Linked DNA regions of Mus musculus: region 1 is linked to region 2. The links are chromatin contacts, called in public HiChIP or PLAC-seq maps. All regions are on one chromosome and are shown on one strand. The core of a region is the stretch at or near the end of the contact, and the rest is flanking DNA. Distances in the headings are between cores, read along the strand shown. Region 1 overlaps Arhgef28 (Rho guanine nucleotide exchange factor (GEF) 28). Region 2 has its middle 11 kb from the start of Gm33447.

Evidence for each region. HiChIP or PLAC-seq counts read pairs in DNA pulled down with a chosen protein or histone mark.
Region 1: a contact with region 2 is called in a FOXA1 HiChIP or PLAC-seq map of pancreatic cancer cells. The contact joins two enhancer-like sites. A contact is called at or near these places in 1 of 115 datasets of contacts at active chromatin or transcription factors (pancreatic cancer cells) and 1 of 9 other capture datasets (embryonic stem cells).

The regions. Positions count from the first base shown.
Region 1 is chr13:97,997,884-98,004,265 of GRCm38.p6, reverse strand. All of the region lies in intron 9 of Arhgef28 (Rho guanine nucleotide exchange factor (GEF) 28), which reads left to right. Among named protein-coding and RNA genes, the nearest start is that of Gm34388, 110 kb to the right of the region's middle. Within about 2 kb of position 1,890, at least 53 of the 459 cell types and tissues checked have an H3K27ac peak or open chromatin away from gene starts, as enhancers often do. A contact at or near this core is called in pancreatic cancer cells, where this site is marked.
Region 2 is chr13:97,384,585-97,390,748 of GRCm38.p6, reverse strand. No RefSeq gene overlaps it. Among named protein-coding and RNA genes, the nearest start is that of Gm33447, 11 kb to the right of the region's middle. Within about 2 kb of position 3,953, at least 47 of the 459 cell types and tissues checked have an H3K27ac peak or open chromatin away from gene starts, as enhancers often do. A contact at or near this core is called in pancreatic cancer cells, where this site is marked.

The sequences.
Region 1 (6,382 bases), core at 641-3,140, 620 kb before region 2:
AATTTCTGTGAAATATTCTAGCATGTGTCAGTGTCTAATGGGTGTGATATCTATATTTTTTGGAAAAAAGGAAAAAGAAAATTGCGCTACTGCTAAACCGTTTTTCTTTTTCGCAAAGTCAGGCGTGCGTTCAGAACCTCTCTGAAATGCCCACTGTGAAATGTTCACCAATGTTAGGAATATTAATTTAACTTTAATCTAACAAACCTCAACCTCTAAATTGAACAGTCTCTGATAGAGAATATTCCAGAGTCAAACGTGATATTCTTTGCTTCACAATAGAACACTCAGTGACCCCAGTAATAAAGTACTTAGAATAGGCCAGCAGGTGACTGACAGTGGTCATGTGCTCTTGGGGGCGGGGCTTGAACGACACCTTGGCTTCCTTGCCCGTGTTGTTTAGGCTCAGATGACTGAATGGAATCACGAGGGTCTGGTTTGCAGTAAGCACTGTGTATATAGCCAGAGCAATGGGGTTCACCGTCTGTCATGGGAACGAGAGTGCTGAAGGTGGTGCTTTTGCTGTGTCTCATATTTTATTTCTTCTCCCTCACTTCCATGCTTTTTCTTCCTTTCCCTGTTCCTTCATTTGCAACTTTGCCTGATGTTCCTGTATTTCTCTAGAAGAGAGTAAATACTTGATTATCTGTTCATTTTTTGAGGCAGAATCTCACTGGGTAGCCCAAACAGGCTTTACACTCAACAATCCTCCTGCCTCAGCCTCTTGAATGCTAGGACTACAGCCTTCTGCCACTATGACCATCTCTGGATGTTTTAAGTAAAGGGATTAAACAGTACAGAGGAAGCACACAGGGTCTGTGTTGTTCTGCGTGCTCTGTTTACTGATCAGACTCAACCAGAAAGCTACCTCGATCCAGAGGAGTGAAATTAATTTTTCCCCCTCTGGAGTGTGGTAGATGCCACAGGGCAAAATGCAAAAACTCAGGAGGGCAGGCGGGCTTGTTGGCCTGCAGAGACTTGGCGTTGATGGCAGTGGATTGGTCTTGAGGATGCTTGCAAAGGTCAGAGAGGCAGAGGCCTGGGCTGGACTGGCATGTTATTCAATTAGCAGGTTCATGGTGAATATTGGGGAAAAAGTTGGAATGGGTGGGAGAAAGAAGAAAGTGTCGGGGCAGAGCAAGACACAGCTGAGACACAGCCAAAGAAGCTTCCAGAAGCAGAAAACAAAAACATTTCAGCCCCGGAAACGAGTGTTCTCTTCATTGTTCCTTGTACAAGTGTATTTTCTTGAGGTGAAATTATTCCTTATTTCCACAATTATGGATTGTGTATTGATTATGGCCCGCCCTACTTCTCTGCCCTGGGGACAAAGTGAGTAAAACATACAAAGTCACTTTTCTTACAGGACTTACGTTCTTAACTGATGATAAATGATCACGTATAATAAGCAAATATAACTGGTGTAAGAGAGAGTGAGGTAGCGAGGGCGTGTGAATGACCTGGACAAACACTGCTGTGGGTTCCAGTGGAGGCTACAAGAGCTGTCTGTCCCCTGAGGGCCACTGTTGACAATAGTGGTCACTGTTTCATAGGCTGCTTCATGCTGAACTCTGAAGCCAGGCTTACCTGAGGTGCTATGGCTAATTATTCTTAATAAATCCTGCTATGCTGGTATTGTCCTATGGTAAGACAAAGCACACTGCAGGAACTAAAAAAGGAAGGAGGGAGGGAGGGAGGGAAGGAAGGAAGGAAGGAAGGAAGGAAGAAAGGGAGGGAGGGAGGGAGGAAAGAGACTAATTTGCCAGACTGTGGCAAGAACTTCTGGACTGCAAGCCCTGCCTAGCCCTTGTGGTAAGAACTAGGCAGGGAGTGGGTGAGGGCCTTCGAGGCAGCAGCTTTGCAGCAAGCTGGCCACAGGTTTGTTTATGTCTGGGTGTGTGTCTCTTACATAACCAGGCAAGTAGGCTACACTTTCCTTTAGCTACTGGGCCTGGCCTTCCCGAAGGCCAGCTGGGTTTCATCAGAAGTCAGCTTCCTGACATCCAGGCTGCTGTGTGTTGCCAACCACTTCCTGCTAGATTTGTGGCACCTTTCAGAGAAGCAAGACACTTCAGCCACCTCCACTGCCACATCCCTCTTGGTGCCAAAGGGCCCTCTTTCCAGAACAAACAAAACAAAACAAAACAATGTCCCTTGCAATCGCCTGTTGCTAGAGCATCTAGCATAGCAAGGGGCTGCTGATGGGAACCTGTGGGTTAGGCTTCCCGGTGGAGCTACCCAGTAGTGAGGATGATAACTGAAGGAAACCTGGGGATCCCCTGAGAAGCTGCTGATCCGGCAGGCACCCCAGGAAAAAGCTGGCCCACATCCACCCTGTCTTGTCATGTCCTCTCATCCTGAGCCACCCCTGCTGTTCTGGGAAAGCGCCGCCATATCTGACTGATCGGTCTTTTCCGCTCCGCAGCTATAATCCCTCAGATTTAGAAGGTTTTCTGCTCTTGAATCACATGAGAGAAATCCTATTGTGACCGCGATTAAAGTAGCATTTGTACATGGTTTTTATGTAGCATACGCAGTGTTTGGTGTGTTCCAGCTGCCGTGGGGTTTGTTGCTGTTTTGTTTTGCTTTTTGTGAGACAGGGCCTCGTGTAGCCCAGGCTGACCTTAACCTCACTGTGTAGCCAAGGGTGACCTTGAACCCCTGATCCTCTGCCTTACGAACTCCACCTCCTAAGTGCTGGGATTACAGGGTCACGTTTAAACGTGTAAAGCTATAGTTAGGATGGGATTGTTTGTTTTTGTGTGTGTGTATATGTGCATGCATATGTGTGTGCGTTTAAATCAGAGGACAACTTTGTGGAGTCAGTTCTCTTCTACTTGATACGGATCCCGGGAGGGATCCTCAGCAGGCTTGCCCTTTAGCCCACTGGAGAGACTGACACAGTGGGTCATCCTTGGGGTGACAAGCGATGACAAGGTCTGGGAGCAGCTGTCTTGGAGGTGGCTAGCTTCATGCTAGGTCGCACCAAGCCACTCACACCGAGCCGTGCATGCCTAGCTATACTCTGAGGTAACTTTGGTACTTTCTCTGCTGCCTGTGGCGAGCAGTCCGGCAGATGTCGTTTAAGGGAGGGAGATCTTGTGGGAGATTCATGGGAGGGAAGGTTGGTAGGAGAGGCTAGGTCTGTGTGGATGGGAACTTGTAGCTATGACTGTCACACGGGGACAACTTGTACTGCCTGTCAGTATGTGCCAGCTGGGCCCCATGGCCTCCTGGGAGAGTGCTCCAGGTGAGGACTAAGTGCTCAAATACAGAGCTCAGAGGGCACATTTCACAGTCAAGCTGTAATAACTAGGCATTTCTTTTACAACTTGCTCTGCATGTTGCTGTGCGTGTGCGTGTGCGTGTGTGTGTGCGTGTGTGTGTGTGTGTGTGTGTGTGTGCATGCGCATGTGTGCACATATGTCCATGTGTGTGTATATGTGTTCATGCTGTAGAAGCCAGAGTACAGCCTCGGTGTCCTTCTTCAAGTGCTGGCCACCTCAGAATTGAAACAATACAATAAATTCCCAGTAGAGTTAATTATGCCAGGTCTCTCCTTGCCATGGGCCTCACTGAGTGGCTTGGCTGGCTGTTTAGCAAGCTCTAGGGATGTGGTCACCTCCCCAGGACTGGGGTGACAGGCATGTGTTACCATGCACGGCTCTTTTTCCTTCCGGACATGGGTTCTGGGATTTGAACTCTGATCCTACTGCTGAATTAGTAAGTCATGTCCTGACCGAGCTCTCTGACCTGATGATCGGGCTCTACTGATCTGTCCATCGTTAGAAAGAAAAGGTTAGTTGCATGTGTTACATCTTCATAGCTTCTTGGGTCCCTTGGAGTCTCCACGCATTTGACAGAGGCATGCCTCTCAGGCTTCAATGCTTGCATGGGTAACTACACTTGGGATTTATTGTATTGCTTCAATCCTGAGGGGGAGAAAAGCCTCTCCATTCATTTCTACTCTTGTCAGGGAAGACTGGCTTTCTGTTTATACTGGGGATAAGGTATTTCTGTCAACATAACATCATGTAAAGGGAGGAGAAGTGTGCGAATCTTATGGGGATTCTAAAAATCAACCACGGAGATGTGTCACTATGGCTCATAACCTCCCTAGCCCCGTGACCCTTTAATACAGGTCCTTATGTTGTGGTGACCTCCAACCATAAAACTTGTTTTCATCGATACTTCACAGCAGTTATACTGCTGTTATGAATCTAAATGTAAGCATCTGATATGCAGGATATCTGACTTGGATATTCAGGATATCTGACATGGATATGCAGGATATCTGACATGGGACCCCTGTGAAAGGGTCATTTAACCCCTTTCCCCAAAGGGACCATAACCCACAGATTGAGAACCACTGCTATAGAAAAATGGGAATTTGAGAGAGAAATGGCAAAGGTTTGGGATGTTCTGGTCCAATGTCAGCCATGGCTACTATTATAGAAGTTCACGGTCTCCTCTTGTAAGTCTTAGCTTGCGGGTTTTAGAAATTGTCTTTTTGGCCTGAGGCTTCTAGTTCATGAGTTGTGAGTCTCATAGGAGACTTGAGGACAGAACAGCCCAGTGACACTACTACTAGTATCTCTGTGGCAGATGTCTGAATGCTGATCTTAAGTCAGGGAGATAAAGACTGTACAGGAGTTTGAGTTAGATTGGCCACAAAATGTATATGTGGTCCAAATGTTTAAAGAAAAAATTTGATATGTTGGAGCTTTGGCTATTTCAGGGATCGTTCATAGCCTGCCTTTGTGACTCAGTCATACCATTTTCTAAGCCCCAATCAAGTCAATTGACTCAAACTCTCTCCACTCAGCCCTACCTTGTAGTTTATATTGTGATGTGGGCACAGTCACCACTTAGACCCTGACATGGCACACAGGGCACAGATTTATAGGAGACAAAGTACATCCCACTTGGGTGCTGGAGAACAGCAGTGACGTATGAACCTGCTCATCCCTGGGCAGCACACAGCGTTCTCAACACGACGTTCTTGGTCATTAAGAACAAGGCTCTTGGGAAAGATGCATGCTGACAAGCACTTGCTCTTGAAGAGGACTGGAGTTAAGCTCCCAGCACGCTCACACGGAGGCTCGCTACCACCTTTAACTCTAGCTCAGGGGATTCCGCCCTACTCCCCAGGCACTAACATGTGAGTGTGCACACATGCATACAGAAAAACGTTCAAAAGGAAGCTGAGGTGACACGCTGATACCTTCACCAAGGTCCCATAATTTAGAACGAGATTTCACTGATTCTGTATCTTTAAAATAGAATCTATTCGTGTCCTGCCCGTGCTTAGGTTAATTCAGTTATGAATGAAGTCTTTAACAGGGCAGCCATCAGGAGGGAGATGAATGGCCTCGAAGTTTGGTGGCAGGTGTTTCACGTCTGGAAAAACAAAACACTGTAGAACAGCCCGGCTGGACTGATCACGTGCCACAAGGTCATGCTGTATTATTCTTGATTGCTTTCAAACACTCTCCAGAATGACAAATGAGCGAGTTTTCTGGCTTCGAAGACCATTGAAAGTGTTTCGCTGTATCCTTGATTTATAACCATTGGAGCCTCTTCTGTGTAATTAGGATGAATGTGTATAGCCATTCATCAGAGAGGTCATACTTGTAAAGGGCCTGTGGTCTTTGTCTATATCATGATGCTAGGTTGCTAAATACATTTATAAAATAACTCACTATGGATATATGGAAACACTTTCCTTTCTTTTGTATATTCTCTTGAAAAGATTAATAAAACTCCATTTTAGTGTTCTTTGGGGAAAAGTAGATCTAGATTTGTAATCTGAAGCCAGGACCATTTGGTCTGTTCAATTCATACGTCTTTATATCTTTTTTTTTTGAGACAGGGTTTCTCTGTGTAGCCCTGGCTGTCCTAGAACTCACTCTGTAGACCAAGCTGTCAAACTCAGAAATCCACCTGCCTCTGCCTCCCAAGTGCTGGGATTAAAGGCGTGCACCACCATGCCCGGCCGTCTTTATATCTTTTATGTCCTCCAGAAATTTCTATGGAAAAATAGAATTTTTAACTATAGTATATCATCAATCTAGTCAGGAGTCTGGAGCCATGTTTCACAGTCAGGTTATACTCTGTGACAGAGGTAAGACAGGCGTGGGACACGTGCCAACTCTAATGACCGGGAGGGCAGTACTGTCTTTTATTTTGTTTTTAAGACAGGGTCTTATTATGTAGCCCTGGCTGGCCTAGAATTTGCTCTGTGGACCCAGTCTGGCCTCAAACTCAGAGATCCACCTGCATCTGCCTCCCTGCTGGGTTTGAGGGAATGCCCACCACACCCAGCTCTGTTCTTTCCCTTTTGTAGCCATTCAGGAAAACTTGCTAAGCAACACTGTGGATA
Region 2 (6,164 bases), core at 2,704-5,203:
ATTTTGGTCTTGGGGGAGGAGGGCAGGCAAGAAAGACAGCACAAGATGAAGAAAAGCTGTCAGGAAAGTAGACACATTCCGAAAGCCAAACAAGCTGCTTCCTGGAACAGTGTCACTTTCTGCGTTGTTTATCACACGCTGAAGTAATCTGCACATTGCTAGGGAAGGTGGAACTTTCCATGCATTCCCGCCATCCTAAAAGCCAATGGCTGTCCCCTCCCACTGCTGCCTTGTTACTATGGAAACGATGATGCACAGCAGGACAAGGAATGACATCATAGGATTTAAATAGAGATAGTAACAAAGGGGCCTTCTGTAATATACACAGAAATTGCTTTCCTTTGGCAAAGTATTCTGAAATATATATATTTGCAATAGGTACAAATATTTACTTAGCTACATTATAATCGATCCTATAAGAATAGCACCTAGCAGTAAAGATGCTTTACCCAACTTTGTTCCAAATTATTTCTTTCTTTTTTTTTTTTTTTTAAAAAAACCCAAACATCTTTTTTTTTTAAAATTTATTTATTTATTTATTATATGTAAGTACACTGTAGCTGTCTTCCGACAGTCCAGAAGAGGAAGCCAGATCTCATTACGGGTGGTTGTGAGCCACCATGTGGTTGCTGGGATTTGAACTCCGGACCTTCGGAAGAGCAGTCGGGTGCTCTTACCCGCTGAGCCATCTCACCAGCCCCCAAATTATTTCTTTTTCTGTTTTCCATCTTGAAATTTATTGAATAAACAAAATGCAGCTGATACACCAGTGTGAAACTAATATAAAGATATCCATTATTCTGCATATTTACTAAAGGTGGATTTTAAAGTTAAGATAATAACTTAGAAAAAGAAATGCATAGACATTTATCGTAGAAGCTGTGGTCTACTTAAGTGAATAATGTAAGTGTCTTTAATATAAATGTTAAGATTATTTTTAAAGGGCATGAAATTGAGAGTCAGGTGCTACAAGGAGAGTTGTAAAAGCATTGTCAGGGTGGCAGGATTCCATGGATGGGAAAAAAAACAAATAAAAATTGTGAATTACATGTTAAACTGAATTAGAATTAGTTCTCTTCCTTTCAAATATTACATGATGGTTAGCTTGTCTAATATGAAAAGAGCCTAGCCTAACACTTGCCAACCTAACCTGGAAAAAAAAATCATTTCAGCTTCATCTCAGCCTAGGAAAGTTTCTAAGACTCAAACTATCAAATGCTATGGTTAGCCTGGATGGCATCTTACTGCAGACTGATGGGTGTGCCCAAGACAACTGTCTTGGCTCCCTAATCTGGAAGATAAGAAGATGCCACTCATAGCATCAGGTTTGTATGAAAACTTGACCTAATAAAAAGTCAGCCGCATGTCAGGCATTCCATAAACGCTGGCTTGCTGGCACTGAAGATTCAGCATTCCCTGGCCGTATGGAGGTGGGCGGCTACAGGGCTGAAGGGAAAGCTCCCAGCTTGGCCTTAAGTTTGCTGTGAATGAGCTGTGAAGTGGGCTATCCACACAGCAGATAAGCAAGCTGTGGCTGCTCTTGGAAAAGGACACCACCCCACCTCAGCAATCCAGGGTAAGGTGCGGGAATTGGGGTGTTCGTGGGAATTCTGGATGGGGACTGACACTGAGCACTGTCCATGTTGGCATTCCCCACAAGCCCAATTACTCTGAGCACAGAAATATCACATTCTAGTATCTGCCCTTTGGCCACGGCAATCTGGGAGCAGTTCAGACACCTTCTGCCGTCTGCCCGGGGCCAGACTGCTAACTATTTGGTGCCAGTGGTTACGCTCGATTCCATTTCTAGAAATGCAAGGCAGCTGGAAAACAATTTTTTTTCTCATAGTGGAAAAAGTCTGCACTGTTACATATCTTTTCAGCAAACTCAGGAAAACATTACGATACATATAGAAATTAACTCTAACGCAAGGTAAAGCATGCAATTTACCAAACCCCAAACGGGAAATCAAGGCCATGTTAGCACTATCATGATTTTGCCCATACTTCATGTTACCGTTTATGACTCCTGGCTTCAGGAAGCCGATCATTTGGTTGGTGCTGTTCTGCAAATTTAGCTGAAAGGAGTTTGAAACGATTTGAAGTGAGGACCAATGAAGCGGTTCAGCCAGTAAAAAGGGCTTGCTGCTCAAACCTGGCGACCTGAGTTCAATGCCCCGATCCCACAGTGGAATGTGAGAACTGAGTCCTGAAACTCATCCCCTGACCTCTACGTGCACAGTCTGCTAAGAACACCTGAACATAGGCACACAAGTACACAAGCAAGTGCACACACACACTAATATACACAAGAATAATAATAAAAATTTAGAAATATTCTGAAATCATAAAATTAAACATTACTGTAAGTTCTGTTCACTCAATATTTTAAATTATGCTGTTGGGGAGGGGAAGAGAAAATAGTTGGAGACCTGGTTCTTAGGCTTTTGTAAGTTCTACTTTTACATGGGTCCTAGGTACCCAGGGCCATAAACACCGGGAATTCATGACAAAGGTCAAGACAAGCCAGTCTTAGCCCCGTTGTTTTTCTTCCTGGCTCAGTTAAACAATATTTGGAGCAAAATCTCTGCTACAGTGTGTCCAGAAATAAGGCTGTACCCTATTCCACCATTATGGAATAGCTCCAGAAAGCAGGTCTGTGGATATTTTACATTAGAAGAAGACAAGCCAAGAGAGGATGTCAGATGCTGAAGACCAGAGAACCAGGCATTGCTAAATCCCAGATAAATCTTCTCAGTCCAACCCAGGCTGCTTTTCTTCACCTGCATCCCAGAGACTGTCTCTAAAAGCTGGAGGTCAAATCTTCTTCAAACTATAGCTGGCATCACTCTTGTTTGCCTTTGGTTTCTATCTAACCCATTACTTTCCTGTTCACTCACATGTACAGCAATAGTAACACCTCCGGGGCGGTTTGTTTGTTTTTCGATATGTAATCCTCCACCCCAACAAGTTAGGAGAGCTGTTAGGGTGGGACTAGGGCTCTGATGTCTCAAGTGCCACTGGTGTGACCTTAGTGTGCAGCCGGGTAGAGAACCACTCAATTAAGAACCATCAGAAGCCACTGACTCTAACACTGTACATCAATGTCATCTCCCTGGTCCCCAAACTCCAGTGCTCACCAAGACCACACAGAAGTCCTAGTTCAATATGTTCACTGAGAAGAGTCATATTCCAGCAAGACTTGACTGTGGGTGGAAGCATTTGTATCTGTATTTCATATAGGTGTTTTGCCTGTACATAGGCATGTGCGCTATATACATATACACATATAAAGCCACAGAGCCAGAAGAAGGCATCGGATCCCCTGGAACTGGGACTTACAGGTTGAGTTGTCAATGTAGTTGCTAGAAATTAAACCCTGGTCCTCTTACCCACTGAGCCACCTCTCCAACCCCTTCGTGTAATTTTGTACAAGATAGAAAACATTACTTATTTGTTTTTGAGATTTTTGAGCACGTTTAAATTGCACAAAGCAGGGATAGGGGCATAACTCTGAGGAAAAATGGTTGCCTGGCATGCAGGAGGCCCTTGCTTTTATCTTCGGCCCCACAAAAGTAAAAACTAGTTAAAACTGCAAAAACCAGAAGCTGGGGGGATGCTGGAGGCATCGAAACCATAGCAGCCTCAGCACCACATAAGCAGACAGAGCTGGAGGGGTGGGGAGGAGGAAGGGGGCCTGGCAGCCTCTTCTGCACTGCACTCACATGCATGCACCCACACTCCAAACCCACGTATACACATAATTAAAAACAAAAGGTGAAGTCATTCTCAAAACCCTGTAAGAGTCTATCACATGGAGATGTAACTAGCTATACCTCGGCTCTTTGCAACCAGTGTTGGGCATTTCTACAGCTCTGTCTTCACAGAGTGTAGAGAGCATCTGTGAGAGTCTGCAAACAAGGACAGCTTGGAAGGGGGGTAAGCAGGTGGAGAGGCTCAGCACTGTCACTTTGATGCAGTTAGTCCCTCATGCTGCAGTGGCCATCACCCACAAAGTTATTTCCTGTACCTCGTGACTGTAACTCTGCTACTGTTGTGAGTCATAATGTAAATATTTGATATGCAGAGTATCTGATACTTGACTCCCATAGAAGAGTTGTTCTACCCTCAAAGGGGTCACAATCCACAGGTTGAGAACCACGGGTCTAGGAGTTCTACTTCCTGGGTGCTGGGGAGCACTTGGCATCTGCAGGCTTCTGATACTCACATGTGTAAATGTTTTCCTTTGTACTACATATCTTACATGATTTACTTAAGGAATCTCTTCCTGTCTCAAGGTCTTAAAATTTTGGTCAATTAAGTTACACTTTTGCAGTGAGCAAAAGGTACCAAAATGGAGACAATAAAATAAAATAAAATACATATATTAAAAAAAAGGTCTTTCACTTTTTTGTCCTAAAATTTTCTTAGTTATGATTTACATATTTAGGTTTTGGTCCACTTATATACTACTCTCTCTCTCTCTCTCTCTCTCTCTCTCTCTCTTACAACTCTCCCCCTCTCCTCTGTCTCTACCAACATAACCATGTTTACAGTGGTTAACCCTGGGTTGTAATTTTACTTCTGTAACATAAAAAGTCTGATGCAAATATAGAACTTCTAAAATAAAGATAATGGGGGATGGGGGAGTACCTTAAGTTTATTCCAGAAGCACAGATGAGTAGAAGCCAAGTTGACAGGCGACAGGGTAAGTAATAAATAATATGATCTGATGTGATAAGATATTCAAGATACATGTTTGCAACCCTGGAAACATCTGTTGGAAAGCAAGACACTCAGCCTTGCTACGTTTTTAGGTGTGACTTTTTAGTGTCTCTGAGATAAACATACAAGCAAACACTTTGCCTAACACACACATATCACACACACACATATACCATATACACACACCACACACATACCACACACACCCACTCTGGGAACCAAGGCTGGCACCTCAACAGAGGCTGAGCGAGCCTGAGCACAGACGTGGTCAGGGCGTGGCAGCCACAGCACATGGGCCGTGCTCTGATAGTGGCCGAAGTCTGAAGTCCACGTGACACCAAGAGGGAAAATCTCACTCTTCTCATTTCGGAGACCCTGGCTGAAAGTGCCATGGGCAATGAGTGGTCTCTGGAACACGCCACAGCTCTCACCTAACAATGCTTTCCTGTAGTTGATACAACTGTATGGATACAATGGTCACCCCTCTAGTTCAAGAGAAAAGATGGACTGTCTCCACTTTTAAGCAACCAACATAGTATTAAAAAAAAAAAAGGCCACATTAATTATTCAGGAACCTCCTGTTCAGATGATATAATAGAACAGGCTGATCATAATGGAATTTATTATCCAGTTCCAAAGAAAGGATTGGCTGTTCTGATGGTGCTGAATTACTCTTCACTTTCCTGTTATTAGCATACTGGTAAAACTGGCCAATAGGTTCTCCCAGACTAAACAAGTCCCTGCCGGAGGAACAATGGCTTTCTTCTCTAGTTGATCAGGATTATGAACCTGGACCTCGAGCTGAGTATGATGGCAAACACTGTACTCATGGCACTTGGGAGGCTGAGGTTAGACCGACACTCATTTCAAGGCCAACCTGGACTGCATAGGGAGTCTCGGGTCTTCCAGGGCTGCACAGTAAGACTTTACATTAGAATAAAGTGGCAAAAGGTACCTTGGCAACACGGAAAGGTAAGCTGCGGGTACTGAGATGCTGAGAGGCAGGCTGGTGAAGAAAGAGCCTGGTTTATAACACCTTATCTCCAAAATATCAAACCAGGGGGTGAGGAGACAGCTCAGTGGGTAAAGATGCTTTGCCACCAGGCCTGACAGATGGAATCCAATCCTCAGAATCCACATAGTGGAAGGAGAGACCAGCTCACGCAATCATCCTCTGGCCCCACATAAGCACACCAAATGCATATATACAGAGAGAGAGGGAGAGAGGGAGAGAGAGAGAGAGAGAGAGAGAGAGAGAGAGAGAGAGAGAAAGAGAGAGGCATGTGTCCTTCCAAAGCAGAACCGTGGTTCAAAGCTCTAAGCCTCGCCTTCTGGCAATGGCAATCTCATCTCCCTGACAACATGAGTGATGCTCTACTCAGGAGTGACATCCTGTTCTGCTTGCTCACATTCAGCTGTTGGATCATTCAGGAAATGAG